Linked DNA regions of Danio rerio: regions 1 and 3 are each linked to region 2. The links are chromatin contacts, called in public HiCAR-type maps. All regions are on one chromosome and are shown on one strand. Each heading gives the region's core, a stretch centred on a gene start, on an enhancer-like site or on the middle of the called end of the contact. The rest is flanking DNA. Distances are from core to core; before and after follow the strand shown.

Region 1 (3,483 bases), core at 922-3,421, 210 kb before region 2:
AGACAAAAAGGAGCAAGTGCAGCATAAACAAAAACATCTCTGTTAATCTACAGGGATCTAAACAGTTAATGCTTGAGTTCATGGCTGTATAACAACTTACAAACAGCAGTCTAACCGCTCCGACTGCCTAATACGGAATCAGTAAATGAAGTTCACGCCTAATAAATGTGCAGTTTATTCACAGCCACCGATTCAGATGTTATTACAGGGGCTGCTGCACTTTACAAGAACAGACCTGTGCTCATGGACGTCATTAACACCCTACTAAAAGCAGTACTAACAGAAGAGCAGCTCTATTTCTGCTGTTATTATATTATATGTATCATGTATATAGGGGACAGAGCTGATGGTGGACTTCAGAAGATGAGAATGCAAATGTCTCATTAGTGAATATTTTGTAAAAACATCCTAAAGCTTTTTATTTCTATTTTAAGACCTGAAACTAAGCAGATTTTTTTTCGGAAGCATTACATTTTTGGGTATCACTTTATTTTGATTAATTTGGGTTTAGATTTAAGGTTATTATAAGTTGACATGTACTTGCGTGTTTCTTATAGTCAGTTTAATGTCTGTTGAAGGAGCAGCAGATATAAAGCTATAAAGATATAAAATCAGTGTGAAATATTACTAATTACATATATATATATATATATATATATATATATATATATATATATATATATATATATATATATATATATATATATATATATATATATATATATATATATATATATATATGGAAACATTACATTTTAGAATGACATAATGTTGTAGTTTTATTCATTAATCAAAATGAATAATTAAAAAAAAATTATTTGGTAATTTTATTGGGTTTAGTTCATGCATTCAACATCATATCATATTTGACAAATATGCTTAATTTGTTATGGATATACACAATAAAGTTTTAAAAATGAAATAAAAGAAAATAAAAACTTATTTTCATTGTGGTCCTTAATAGAAAAGGAAATAAATAAAAATAAACCCAGTCATATTTTGGTTTTTAAAATATATGTTGGCAGTTTTCTTTACTTCATTATTATTATTATTATTATCATCATTATCATTATTATTATTATTATTATTATTATTATTATTATTATTATTATTATTATTATTATTATTATTATCATTATTATTATTATTATTATTATTATTATTATTATAGTTATGTTAGAGCAAGAACTTGACGATGAAAATGAGAAATACTAAAATAGTTTTTGTCATCTTTATCAAAATAAAATAAAGTCTTATAAAGTCTTGAAGGCAACATGCTGATAAAGACTAACCTCTATACCAGGGGTGTCCAAACTCGATCCTAGGGGGGCAATGTCCTGCATATTTTAGCTCCAACCCCAATCAAACACACCAGGACCAGCTAATTAAGCTCTTTCAATCTATACTAGAAACTTCCAGGCAGGTGTGTCAAAGCAAGTTGGAGCTAAATTTCGCAGGACACTGGCCCTCCAGGACTGAGTTTGGGCACCCCTGCTCTATTCTGTGCTCAACAAAATTGAGTACAATTTGAAAATGAATATTTTTATCCATTTCTCAGTGAATATAGGCAACGTATTTTAATGCATTTAAACAAAACAGATTTATTAAACAAATATATTTATTAAAATAATATTTTAGTCACCAAACATATTTAGAAATTGAAAGATAATACAATTAAATTCAAGCAAAATATTGATTAAAAAACAACCTACTAAATTTTAATAAATCTTATATATATATATATATATATATTATTTTGCTCCTCTTGATTTTTCCTCTTTTTAAATTTGTATTTAACATTTTTCTATAAGACAAATTATACTTAATTTATAATTTTATATAAGTTTTTTTGTTAGATAAGCTCCTGATTTGGCTTCAGTACTGACTAATCAAAAATCAAAATCAAAATATGAAGTTAAAAGATAGATTTGTGAGGCGTGTACTTATAATGCTAAGCACTGTATATTAAGATGTGTATATTTACTATATATATTGGTTAGCCAATGTTTACATTAAACTAAAATAAAAATTAAAAGAAAGTTTACTTTCTAGTTTTTGATTTCTGGTTGATTATAAGAGAATACATTTGTGGGTCAGTTAGTGAAGACTGTACTTGTAACGCCACCTGCTGGATGTTGTGTTAGTAATGTGACCTCTTACCCCCGTGTTCCGTGCCTGTGCCAACTCTCTTCCTGAGGCGCAACAGCACAGCCCACATCTGTCACTCTACAGCACATAAACCAGCATGCCAGCCTCCATCCCAAACATATTGTACCTCCCCAGGCCACGAACCACCCTCTCCTTCAATGGCTGGTGGATGTTTTCCTCTTCCCTAATGTGTGTGCAGATTAACACCCATCACCTGATTCATCATGTGTCACTTTTTGCCGGGTCGCACTTGTATACTTGGCCTTGGTTGTTCACTTTTATATTAGATTAATTTTGTTTCATGCCATTTGGGATCTAAACTGTCCTTGTTGCACAACAGCGGTGACATAAAATGCCAGGCTTTTATTGTGATTTCATTGACCTCAATTGCAATGGCACATTTTGGCCACAAAATTACTGTCTATGTATAGAACACATACAGTCTTTTCCTTTTTTCTCTCTCACACTCGTATTGAATTGAAAATATTAATTTTAAAGCTGTTGTGTGTGTGTGTGTGTGTGTGTTTAATATGTAACACCCTTTACAAAAATTCTTTAAAGGGGATCTATGATGTAAATTAACTTTTGTGAACTGTTTGGAGTGGACAGATCTGTATGTATGTATAGAGTGTCCACTTTAATACTGGAGTGGTATAAACACAACAAGTCTCTTTTTTTAAATTTCCTGATGTAAAAATAGGACCCAAATCCCAGTGATTTTGAGGCCCACCACATCGTGATGTAGGAGTGCAGTTTCCTCACCCACTGAATTGATTGACAGGCGCCATGTTTCTATTATATCATGTAGTAACATGTCCACAGAACTTCTTTTTGCAAATAAACCGGTATTAAAATATCTGTTACAAGTCCGTCTGATTTTTTGAGCTCCATGAGTTTAAAACGTTTTAAAAACAGAGCATGTTTGTAATAAAGACAGTAAAATCGCGGTCTTTCTTAATAATTGGCCGCATGGTGTTGGTAAACGCTAATTTGTGTGTGTGTGTGTACTGTAAACAGCATTTGTGTGAGACTCATCATTTCAGAAAGGCTTGAATAAACCCCACCACAAATACATGAAATAAACTTACTTGGTGTTTGACTAATGAGCTGTCTTTCAGATTCATCCGAGCCTGTCTCTGTTACTGACTGCTGTTTATCTGACGTAATGCATTATGAGAAGCAGACACGCACGTGGGAACGGTGGGCAGGGAGAAGCAGCTCATTTGGATTTAAAGCCACAGGCTACAAAAACAGCTACAACGTTTTCAGACACCAAAATAGGCAGATTCTGGACACTACAATACATTATCTAACGGGTATTTTGAGCTGAAACTT
Region 2 (3,215 bases), core at 704-3,203:
AGATTGGTCCAACATGTCCTTTGACCTCCTACCAGCCAAGCAGGGCTGAGCTTGGTCAGTATCTGGATGGGAGGCGACCTAGGGAAAAACTAGGTTGGTGTTAGAAGTGGTGATAGTGAGGCCAGCAGGGGTGCTTAACCTGCAGTCTGTGTCCTAATGCCCCAGGAAAGTGAAGGGGACACTATTCTGTCAGTGAGCAAAGTCTTTCGGATGAGATGCTAAACCAAGGTCCTGACTCTCTGTGGTCATTAAAAATCCCAAGGCACTTCTTGTAAAAAGCTGGCTAAACTCCCCTCATGGACCCTTACTGATCATGGCCTCCCAATCATCCCCATATACCGAATTGGCTCTATGACCATCTCTCCTCTCCACCCTCATGATGGTGAAGCACTTTGAGTGTATGGCCAGAAGGGATGTCCAGATCTGATCAGAAATCGGGCTCAATCACTTGGTTTCAGACTCAATCGGAATCAGACATTACCCCCCGATCAGGTCTCTCTCTCTCTGTCTCTCTCTGTCTCATATATACATATATATATATATATATATATATATATATATATATATATACACATACACATACAAGTAAACTGTGAAATATGTATTTTTTACTTGATTGTTTAAGCTACCTCACAGAAAAGTGCTCTGTTTGTTAACAGAGTTGTTGAATGCTAAAATAAGGTGAATAAAAATAAATAAGGAACATCCTGTATCTGTTTCTTTGCTCTTCTTTATTTTTTTTTTCATGTATTATAGAAGGATAGGAACGGGTTTCGGTAGATACTCAAAATCAAATGACTCTGACTCAAGCTCGGGGTCAAGAAACCTTATTGGGACATCCAGACTGGCCCTACACGATAAATATGCTATATAAATACATATTACGTTGCATTATATACAGTGAAACGTGTGATTTCTGCCACTAAACAATTGCAAAAGATTGTGTGGTCCCAAAAACTTGTTTAATCAGCCTGCTTTAATAATAATATTAATAAAAAGCCTGAAAACAATTCTCAACTCCCTACATTAAACTTGGAGAGAAAAGTGGAGTTTGTCTTCAAGTCCAAAAAACATGGATGAAAGTGAATAGAATGGAGCTGGTTGAGTTATTACCTTCCTAGATGAAATGGTTATGATTTATTAAAAGGGCCGCGAGGGTTTGCTGTGCCTGCAGAATTGCAGCAGCACAGTCTCCGCCGCAACAAACAACAGCTGTTTCTTCTACAAATAGCCTTGCTGATTATGACCAACATATGTAAATTACATCTAGCGGTGTCATACTAAATCTCTACGGTATATATTTAGTAGTCAGATGAGAAATATAGCAGGAGCAGGCTACGGCCACAGCGTAGGACTGCCCGAAAGAGAAACAGTGAGCTAAAGATAGGAGATCATCCGCATCAATGCAGCCAAAGACAATGACCTAAAATATGTTTATTTAAGTGCAATTAGAGCAAAATAGATTCTAACATGGGGAGTCCCGAAGATAACATGCATTTAATTGTCCTTGTACACGCATGACTAACAAACAGCCCTGCTGTCATGGGAATTTTACATCCAGGCCTAGAAAGGAGGAAATGTAGGGCAAAAATAATAAGCTTTCCACTCCACTTGCAATGTGGAGGTGGCGCTGTCTAGCATACAACGCACTTAATCATTGCGCAAATACGCTGGAAGAAGCTAATGAGGCAAATACAATGATGCAAAGTCAAGCAGACAGTTGCACCATCCTTCGCCTTGTAAACGCTACACTGGGCATTTTTACTGTCAGTCAAAAAGAGAATGATAACATTAAGCAGAATCCAACTGAACGTATCTGAGCAGTCAAGACAAGCTTGTGACGTGGCGATTCACGGCTGTTGAAGGGTAAACATTGCAAAACAAAGCCTTCACAGATACTGAGCTGTCTTTATCGCGGTCTTCGCTTTGGGACACACCTCCATGACAACCGACACAGGTACAACACAGCCACTGTTCTCTCAACACTTGGCAGGAGCTGTTAACCTTATGCAAGGCCTTATTGTGCACATAATTCATTTTTTCAGCTCCCCGTCAATCATACGATTAGTCATACCATGTTTCTCCAGGTGGAAGCGAAGAAAGCTGAGAACCAATTACAGACTTGTTAAGAGGTGACATTCCTCAAATTTTCACCCCGAAGGCTTTTTCTGCAATGAAATAAAAAAAATATCTAATTGTGAAAGTGCTCAGTCTGCTGGTGTTAATGAAAGGCTCAAGGTTTGATCTTTCCACCCACCCAGCGAACAGAGAGATGGGGAAGCGGATGTCTTTGAACACTTCACGTAGATCTATCTGTCCCCATTTATAGTCCCTCTTTGTGGTGGAAACCTCCAAAGGAGTCCACTTAGCGAGCGCGAGAGAGTCATATTAGTCCCGCTGAGAACAGAGATCTGGTTCAAAGACAGAGAGAGAGAAAAAAGCCAGGAGGAGAAGGCCCTGTGTGCGTCAGCCAGCCTCCTAAACCTGCCCTCTCACAATGACCATAGATGCTTGAATGAGATTCGGTTCAGCCAAAGTGGAACTGTGGAAATCTATCTGCTGATATTTCAATCCTCGCCCTCCAACTAGTAACAAAAGCTTGCACAGAAGTAAACAGCACAAAACCCAACGCAGACTCTGTGCTCCAGTGCTCTAGTTTTCTGTAGCATTTGCCATTTTAAATATTGAGCAGCTTGTCATCCGAGGTTACGCTCACTGAGCAGGTGGAAAGGAAGAGCGAAGATCCCAAAGGATGGTGGAAACGTACGAGCCTGAGTGAAAGGGCTCGAAATGAAACTATTGTTAATCAGGAAAAGGCATTTGGTGGGGTTGAGACCCAACTGGATGGATGGAAGAGAGTGTTACAGTGTCAGGTGTAGAGGCAGATGGCTCCATGCATCTGATATGATTTGCCAGCAGCTTCGTTCTCTTTCCCATGGGCCTTTGCATTAGGCAGAAAAAAGGGAATGGTGCAAGATGGCCGAGTTATTATGAGGCTGGGAGCTGCAAGTTATTACAAATTATATGAAGATGTTAAATATATGCAAAGCAAGGGAAAAAATATGAAGCCAAACTAGTCTTGCTTGAATATAGTCAGACTGACTATTAAAAGGAAACTTCTGTAAGTGTGTTCCTTTATGTGACACCAAACCTTTAGGGCTGGTCCCACACCAAAAATGATATTCTGAAGAACAATTCAACTGATCTACAAACAT
Region 3 (3,343 bases), core at 551-3,050, 160 kb before region 2:
CAATCTACATTGTAAAAGCGCTAAACAAATATTGAGTTGAATTAAATACTGTAAGGTTTTATGAGCACACAGAAACTCAGTAGTCAGATTGCACTTTGCATAACTATATAATCTTTTAAAGGGCACCTATACTGAAAATCATCTTTTGTAAGCTGTTTGAACAGAACTGTGTGTAGATATCGTGTGTCCACAGTCATGTTGGAGTGATTAAAACACAATAAGCCTCTCTTTTTAAAATTTCCTGATGTTAGAATAGGATCCAAATCTCTCCCATTTTGAGGCCGACCGCAACGTGACGTAAGAGTGTGTTTCTCCGCCCACAGAATTGATTGACAGCCGTATAATAACATGACTCAGTAGTAATTCGTATAACCAAATCAACAAGATAGGACTTGCACAAAGAAACTGGGATTAAAAGATCTGTTCAGCTCTCTGTGATCATCAATCATCATCAAATGTGATCATGAATGAGTTTCACAATTTTAAAACAGTGCATGTTTGCAATAAAGACAGTAAAATTAGGTTTATTTTGTACATTAACATAATGAATATCCATATAGCAGTGGATATTAATGTGTCACATTTGCATGCAAAAACAGTGCAAAGTTAAACGGGAACTGTGTGTGAGCGTAAGTTTTGTTAAAACATTGTGTGTGACTCATTGAAAGGCTTGAATTAACTCCACACAAATACAACAAATAATCATTGGGAAAGTTCCTATTGTTTTCACAAAGTTTATGTGAGATCTGCTTCCTTCATGTCTGTCACTGTGCTGTTTATCTGACGTAGTCGAGGCAGAGACTGAGGCACACTCTGACAGGCACGTGGGAACGGTGGGCGGGGAGAACTAGCATTAAACGCACAGGCCACAAAAACATTTACATTGTGTTCAGAGCAGAAAATCCAATATTCTGAAAGGTATAATAAATAAACCTGATGGGTGTTTTGAGCTGAAACTTTACAGACACATTCTGGAGACACAAAAGACTTTTGTTTAATCTGGAAAAAAGGGTAAAATAGGTGCCTTTTTTTTACATTTTTTTGCATCAACTGTCAAACAATAAAGACAACATTAATTATGTCTATAAATGCAAGCAGTTAGAGAAGAGTCTCAGTATACCGGTATAAGAGCTGTGAAAATATTACATCAGCAGACTACTACTGACGCAGCTCTACTACACCTTGCAGCTTTGGTAGAAATGATTTAAATTCAGGATTTGATGGCATGTACATCCCCGGGAAGAAAACTCATAACTACAATCAAGGCGCTTAAGGGAGTGAATAAACGCTGCTTACTGATACAGAGAAGAACGTCCTTTGAAGTGACTTTGGGCTTTGTAACTTACAGATCTTTTTCATGCTCAAACGGCAACAGAAATGAAGCTGAAAGTGTGAAAAGCAAAATGGGCCCTTTTTGAAATTCCTCCTGTATTGGATTGCTGAATGAATGCTATAGCGCTTTTCCATACCCTAAGGGAAATAGATTATGGTTCCTCTCAGGCCAGCTTTGATAGAACTAGTGTTTTCCAGCCTGTCAACATCTCTATCTGTGCTGCATTTTGTTCCCATACTGAGACCCAATGAGCGACTGTTATTTCACCCTCCGGCGACACCATGCTGTGTCTGTGTTAGTGCCTGTCAGTCTCATCTGTCTCATGTAAAGCTGTGGCTTGTGTTTGTGCCTGAACCTGTAAATCAGTGGGAACCAGCGACTGCCGCTGCGTGCCAACATGACATCGGTAACATCTGCAGACTGGTTCCATATGTCTTTGTCCAACCTCGACGTGGCTATATTTGCCTCTTATCTGCTATAGTCATGCTTGGATACCCAACAGCTACCGCGACTCCCCTCGTGCTGCTAACGGTTTTCCCTTTGTGGCTCGATCTCTTTGTTTCTCATCTTGTTGACTACAGTGAGCTTCTGTCAAATGCAGAAGAGTAATATTGTGCCACCGTTGGGTAAGGTTCTCCAAGTCAGACCGTACAGTGAGTTTGCCTATGTAAATTCCCCTTTATGCAAATGTCCTTATCACAAAGCTGGCCAAGGGAGAGCTCGCTACTGAAGGGGGGAGGAACTGCCTAAAGCTTTTCACAGAACTCCTTGCGAGGCATTAACAAAGCGCAAATGCAAATTTTTTTCATGGGTCTCAGCTGGAGAGTCCAAATGTGGCTCAGAATGTGCACAGTGGGCCGCTCTGTGTAAACAATATAAATAAATGCTCTTGATAAATGTTCTCACCACTGGCGAAACCGGCCTGTGACAAGCACACAAAACCCAATACAGGACGGGAGCATCCAAGAAGGAAGCAATTAAATCCTGTGCCCTGCTGGGCAGATGGAAAGTCGCCCTTTACAATAAAAAGACAGGGAATGAAGAGGGAAGATACCACTTAATGTAAATGTCATGGCAACTTTAAACAGCCGCCACGCAATGTTTCTCCCACTCAATGGATGAATGGCATACTGAGGCTCCGAGTCTTGAGATCTGTAAATATTCGATCTGAATGTTGTACTCTGGGTTACATTTGATCACATGGTATCATTCAAAAAGTTCAGATTTTGTATATTTGTCTACAGTATGGTTATTAATAAAATGATATGACAAAAAGGCATAGTCAAAAAGCTTTATATGCCAAAATCAACAAGCTATGCAGAATTACAAATAGTTATTACTTTGATTTTAAGGATATGGGCATAGGGCTGGGCGATATGGCAAAAAATGAAATCTCGCTAATTATTTTCCATATTGAATGATAATGATATATATTTCGATATAAGTTGTTAATGCTTTCAAATTTTAAAAAGTACCCAAACAATGACTGAAACCATAGAGGGTCCATTAAATGGCATAACATTTTCGGCCAATAAATATTCGTGGCCAAATATTTGGTCCATCTCTAATTTTAACACACTTTTGCATTCCCTTTGTTGCTGTTTGATTGACTCTCAAGTAAATATAAGTAAAAAGTCCAGAGCTTATCATTGTTATTGACATACATTTTATTGCGATTCAATATAATATTGTTTATCGGCCCAGCCCTATATGAGAATATGAAAATCAGACAAAAAAGAAAGGGACAGATAAGCTTCTGATGGTATGGAATATTTTCTTGTTGCAATTCATAACTGAAGCATTTCTCATGGTATTATTACGATAGGGGCAATACGGTGGTGCTGTGATTGGCACAATCGCCTGACAGCAAGAAGGTCGCTGATTCGAGCCCCGGCTGGGTCAGTTGGCATTTCTGTGTGGAGTTTGCATATTCTCCCTGTGTTCGCGTGGGATTCCCCTGGGTGCTTTGCTTCCCCCAAGGTCCAAAGATATGCGGTGCAGGTGAATTGA

The links. HiCAR-type assays count read pairs that join an accessible place to other places.
Region 1: a contact with region 2 is called in a HiCAR-type map of caudal fin, with 8 times the contacts expected there. The contact joins two enhancer-like sites. A contact is called at or near these places in 8 of 18 Hi-C or Micro-C datasets (caudal fin, embryo, fibroblasts and 3 more) and 2 of 4 datasets of contacts at active chromatin or transcription factors (caudal fin and embryo).
Region 3: a contact with region 2 is called in a HiCAR-type map of caudal fin, with 4 times the contacts expected there. The contact joins two enhancer-like sites. A contact is called at or near these places in 3 of 18 Hi-C or Micro-C datasets (caudal fin and embryo) and 3 of 4 datasets of contacts at active chromatin or transcription factors (caudal fin, embryo and gastrula embryo).

The regions. Positions count from the first base shown.
Region 1 is chr11:33,792,624-33,796,106 of GRCz12tu, reverse strand. No RefSeq gene overlaps it. Among named protein-coding and RNA genes, the nearest start is that of egln1b, 18 kb to the left of the region's middle. Within about 2 kb of position 2,171, at least 4 of the 62 cell types and tissues checked have an H3K27ac peak or open chromatin away from gene starts, as enhancers often do. A contact at or near this core is called in caudal fin, where this site is marked.
Region 2 is chr11:33,582,314-33,585,528 of GRCz12tu, reverse strand. It overlaps a transcript of sipa1l2 not described here. Among named protein-coding and RNA genes, the nearest start is that of si:dkey-238i5.2, 46 kb to the right of the region's middle. Within about 2 kb of position 1,953, at least 5 of the 62 cell types and tissues checked have an H3K27ac peak or open chromatin away from gene starts, as enhancers often do. A contact at or near this core is called in caudal fin, where this site is marked.
Region 3 is chr11:33,738,203-33,741,545 of GRCz12tu, reverse strand. No RefSeq gene overlaps it. Among named protein-coding and RNA genes, the nearest start is that of egln1b, 72 kb to the left of the region's middle. Within about 2 kb of position 1,800, at least 7 of the 62 cell types and tissues checked have an H3K27ac peak or open chromatin away from gene starts, as enhancers often do. A contact at or near this core is called in caudal fin, where this site is marked.